Regions from separate parts of the Mus musculus genome. Here region 2 is linked to region 1. A link is a contact called in public HiChIP or PLAC-seq data. All regions are on one chromosome and are shown on one strand. The core of a region is the stretch at or near the end of the contact, and the rest is flanking DNA. Distances in the headings are between cores, read along the strand shown. Region 1 overlaps Ubr2 (ubiquitin protein ligase E3 component n-recognin 2). Region 2 has its middle 5.8 kb from the start of Taf8.

Region 1 (2,510 bases), core at 8-2,507:
GCAAGTTTTTGTGGAAGTTGCATCTAAAGTGGAGGCCAGAGAGTGCTGTTATGTTACTGTTTCCTTTATTCCGAGACGAGGCCTCTCTGTACAGCCCTGGCACTCACTATGTAGACCAGGCTGGCTTTGAACCCACAGAGATCTGACCACTTCTGCCTCCCAAGTGTTGGGATGAAAGGTTTTCATTATTTGGCTCCTTGGTGTTCTTAGATTCATAACTATCTCTTCTGGATTTCCCCGTCTGGATGGGTTTCTCTCAGTCTCACCTCTAGTGCATAAAGGCAATTATGTTTAGTATCCATAATAATCAAGACAGCTCTGACAGTTTGCGGATTTGCTTGTCTATAGTTAAATAAATAAAAAATTTCCCAAAGAATGGGGCAGCAAATGTTCCTATGAGACACAGATGCCTCATGTTCTAAGGCAGAGGGAATATTTGAGGCTGCAAACCCAGAATGGCTGGGTTTTCTATACCTAACCTGAAGAACACTCTCCAGAGTAGCTAGTTGACAAGTAAATGCGACTGAACGAGAATTGGAAACATACAACTAACAGCACTACTAAAGAAACAGTGGGGGCTGGAGAGATGGCTCAGCGGATAAGAGCACTGACTGCTCTTCCAAAGGTCCTGAGTTCAAATCCCAGCAACCACATGGTGGCTCACAACCACCCGTAATGAGATCCGATGCCCTCTTCTGTGTCTGAAGACAGCTACAGTGTACGTATTTATAATAAATAAATCTTTGGGCTGGAGCAGATGGGGCCGACTGGAGAGAACAGAGGTCCTAAATTCAATTCCCAACAATCAGATGAAGGCTCACAACTATCTGCACAGCTAAAGTGTGTAGTCACATACATAAAATAAAAAAGGAACAGAGTGAGCAGCAAAATGTCACCTTTGTACTGTCCCAGCACTCTCAGCAGTAGCCCTGGGAGCCGACAATGTTTGTTGTTCTGCCTGAGGCACTAGATACATGTTTCACATCTGCAGCTGGGAAACAGGACTCACAGGGCAGCCCAGTTTGGGATAACAGGGGATGTGAGCTCAAGACAAGTCCATCTTGCTAAGTTACCAACATCTCTTTCCACAGCCCAAGTGTGCTATGTGGCAAAGTACCTTTGCGTGTACTTTGTGGTAAAAGAGGGCAGTACCACAAGACAACTTGCTTTCCCACGAAGGGTCAAACTGCATGGAGGCTGGCTGCTGATGCAACCTCAGAGCTATGTTACAGCAGGCCATCCTGTGGCTGCTGCAACATTAACCCACAGCACCGCCCACAGGGGCTGGACACAGCGTGGCCAGCTGTGCTGATGGCCAGCCTTGCAAACTAGTTGTTCCCATCATGCACCTGACACACGTGAAAACCCCATGTAAGGACAGAAAGAGTGAAGCGTACAGGGGCAAACGGCACCTGTCTTAGAATGGGTCACCTGAACTCCTTCCTCTCCTCCACCTAGTGTGTCCATAAGACAGGGGTCCCGTACTCCAGCAGCACAGTTCTCTGGAGGCCAGCATGCCCCCCTTCTCTCTGCAGTAAAATTCATCAACATCTCCTACTTTGGGATTCTTACCCCACAATTCTTTCTCTAGGGCTGACAACCTAGGAAACCGTATCGAGGTCTTATTTTGCTTTCTCCATCTCAGAAACTCCCCAGCCTTTACTAGGGATGACAGTTCCAAACAACAGGCCACACTTCTAAGTTTCAGTGGTCACAAGAAATAATCCATTAAAATAAAAGAAGAATACTCAAAAACACTTTTTTATTTATAGATATGTGTGTGTGTGTGTGTGTGTGTGTGTGTGTGAGCAAGCCTCTGTACCACAGTGCACATGCAGAGGTCAGAGATGACCTGCAGCTGTCAGTCCTCTCTTTCCATCACGTGGTCTTGAGGATCTGACTTGGGTTAAGGCTTGATGACAAAGACCCACTCCTGCTGAGCCATCACCAGCATATCACATGTTTTCCAATACTTATTTTTAGTATCTTAAATTATATGTATTTCTGTGTATCTAAATGTGGGTATTTGCACCTCGAGTGCACTAGCCTGCATAGGACAGAGGTGAGTTAGCCTCCCTGGAACTGGGGTTACAAGTGGTTTCAAGCAGACCGACATGGATGCTGGGAAGGAAACTTGAGTCCTCAGCAGACAGTGCTCGGAACTGCTGAGCCGCTCTCCAGCCTCCGTGATTTATTTTTAACAAAAAAAGTGCATGTCTACACATCTGAATTTAGCTGAAAAAAAAACAAAAAAAAAAAAAACAAAAACAAGACATGAGCCCATTTTCCCACATTTTATTAAATATGAGTGAAACAACAACTAACACTGGCATGTGAGAATAAAAGGCAGGCAAGAATGAACAAGGGCTTGGTAGTCAGAGGCCTGGTGTGATATGACACACATGTTCCCCGCCTGTGCCTTCCTAGTGGCTTGAATAACACGGAGGTGCCTCAGGCCTCAGAAAACAAACTCCTTCTGACCTTCTCCTGCCAAACCTGTTTTCCCTTCT
Region 2 (2,510 bases), core at 4-2,503, 510 kb after region 1:
TGCTTGGATTACTAACATTGGCCACTTTTACATGGCTGCCTGAGATCTTAACATGCACACCAACTCCTTCTCCACGAGCCACGGCCTGAGTTCCATTTGTCCTTTGAGTCTTGTAACCCAGGTTGGCCTGAAACTATGTGGGTGAGCTGACTTTGAATGTCTGGTCTCTCTGAAGAGTGCCAGGGTTAAAGGCATGTGCTACCTACCACACCTGCTTTGTCATAGGCACATTCAGACTCTCTCGGGGCTGGTGAGATGGCTCAGTGGGTAAGAGCACCCGACTGCTCTTCCAAAGGTCTGGAGTTCAAATCCCAGCAACCACATGGTGGCTCAAAACCATCTGTAATGAGATCTGACTCCCTCTTCTGGAGTGTCTGCAGACAGACTTAGACTCTCTCATCCTATGTCTCACGAAGAACAGTGGACCTTGGAATCTGATTAAGAAGATGATATAGAAATGGGAGGAGCTTAAGGTGCTCTCCCCTCGAATCTCCCGTGTCACTTCATGAAAAGCAGCACCCTTGGATCTACTCCCTGCAAGTTGGAGACAGTGTCTGTGAGGGATGTGAGCCCCTCTACAGGGCAGCCTTCCTGAAGTCTAGTTGTTTTCTCTGCCTCCTCTCCGAAACTCTTGGTTTCTCCGAGGACCTCTCTGCATAGATTTGGAGATGCCCAGGGCAGGTCTCTATGTCTGCTATGATCACGACTCAATTTGCAATCCCAGTACTCAGGAGGTAGAGACAGGCCAGGCCAGTGTCTGTGAGTTGAGTTTGAGGGCAGCCTGGTCTACATAAGTGAGACCTGCACTAGAAAGACCAACTTACAGGGCTGGAGAGGTGGCTCAGAGGTTAAGGGCATTGGCCGAGATACTAGAGGACCTGGGTTCAATTCCCAGTACCCAGTTGTCTGCTCAAAATGTCTGTAACTCCAGTTCCAGGGGCATCAGAAGCCCTCCCTTGGTCTCCACCACACATGCACAGGGTGTGCATACCTACATGTAGGCAAGAAATCCATATGTGTAAAATAAGTAAAAGTTGTTTTTGTTTTGTTTTGTTTTTTGTTTTTTCAAAGAACGTCTAAGCATTGATCCTAAGAAGGGATGGGTGTTGATGTCGGGTTTGAGGGTGAGGGACTAAGGTTGTGAAGTGTATGAATAATGCAAACAAAGTTCCTCTGCGCCCTCCCACCTCTTCCTCTCTGCTCCCAGGGTCTGGGCACAGTGGAACCCTGGGCACGCCCCTTTCCCTCCGCCCTCACTTGTAGAGCAAGAACAGCCTGTACCCTTGAGAAACCACAAGAGGAAGTTTAGGGCGGATTGTGGGTGGGGAAAGTTCTGGGACCTCTGCCAAGTTTCCCTTTCCCTGCTGAACGGTAGGTGTGTTTATTTTGCCCACAGACTTTTAAAGTTTAAATCCTCTGCGTTTCAAAGAGCTGTCAATTCCTGTCCTTGTCCCTGTCCCTGCTGCCGACCTAGGGCACCTTTCCTGCAGTAAGACTGGAGTCTGTGTCTTCTCTGGTCTCAGCCCCTCACTTTCTCCCTAAAGCACCCCTAAAAACCTTTGAACTCTGGGTCATGTGGCTTCAACAACCACTTAGGGGCTCCGTAGTGTTTCTCACCGTAATTCTAGGTGCGCATGTGCGTGCACCTCTGTCCCAGCTTATCATCTTGAAAACCAGCGTCCAGAGAGAGTTCACATAGTCAGACAGCCATGGCTATGTAGAGAGACCCTATACACCAGAAAAGCACAGGCTGTTTTTTCAGATGACCCAGGTTCAATTCCCAGCAACTCACAGTTGTCCATTTGTCACTGCAGTTCAGGGGATTTGATGCCCTTTCCTTCCTTCCTTCCTTCCTTCCTTCCTTCTTTCCTTTCTTTCTTAAATATATATATTTTAAAGATCTATTTATTGTTATATGTAAGTACACTGTAGCTATCTCCAGTCACACCAGAAAAGGGCATTAGCTCTCATTATAGATGGTTGTGAGCCACCATGTGGTTGCTGGGATTTGAACTCAGGACCTTCAGAAGAGGAGTCAGTGCTCTTAACCACTGAGCCTTCTCTTCAGCCCTGAGACCCTTTTTTTTTTTTTTTTTTTTTTTTGAGACAGGGTTTCTCTGTGTAGCCCTGGCTGTCCTGGAACTCACTTTGTAGACCAGGCTGGCCTCGAACTCAGAAATCTGCCTGCCTCTGCCTCCCAGGTGCTGGGATTAAAGGAGTGCCCCACCACCGCCCGGCTCTGAGGTCTTTTTCTTAAGGTCTACAAGTTTTGATCAGGTTTATGTGCTCTGCCACTTTAAGAATTAGGAAGTAGGAAGCAGCTGGTAGTGTCGAGGGAAATCTCAGACTGCAAGCAGACAGCAGCAGACAGAACCAACGGTTGAAGGGCAGGTACTGGGAATGAGGAAACACATGCGGCAGACACACAGAGAAACAGACCCTGCAAGGCAGAGTGCAGACTTGGGAAACAAAAAAATTGAAGGCTGGAGGCCTTTTTAAGTCTCTCAAAA

The links. HiChIP or PLAC-seq counts read pairs in DNA pulled down with a chosen protein or histone mark.
Region 2: a contact with region 1 is called in an H3K4me3 HiChIP or PLAC-seq map of bone marrow-derived macrophages, with 6 times the contacts expected there. The contact joins two enhancer-like sites. A contact is called at or near these places in 7 of 39 promoter capture datasets (the 3T3-L1 cell line, the HPC-7 cell line, cranial neural crest and 4 more) and 4 of 115 datasets of contacts at active chromatin or transcription factors (bone marrow-derived macrophages, extraembryonic endoderm stem cells and stem cell-derived neural progenitor cells).

Annotation. Positions count from the first base shown.
Region 1 is chr17:46,993,909-46,996,418 of GRCm38.p6, forward strand. All of the region lies in intron 2 of Ubr2 (ubiquitin protein ligase E3 component n-recognin 2), which reads right to left. Among named protein-coding and RNA genes, the nearest start is that of Ubr2, 15 kb to the right of the region's middle. Within about 2 kb of position 1,258, at least 131 of the 459 cell types and tissues checked have an H3K27ac peak or open chromatin away from gene starts, as enhancers often do. A contact at or near this core is called in the HPC-7 cell line, bone marrow-derived macrophages and liver, where this site is marked.
Region 2 is chr17:47,506,863-47,509,372 of GRCm38.p6, forward strand. It overlaps a transcript of Ccnd3 not described here. Among named protein-coding and RNA genes, the nearest start is that of Taf8, 5.8 kb to the left of the region's middle. Within about 2 kb of position 1,254, at least 284 of the 459 cell types and tissues checked have an H3K27ac peak or open chromatin away from gene starts, as enhancers often do. A contact at or near this core is called in the HPC-7 cell line, bone marrow-derived macrophages and liver, where this site is marked.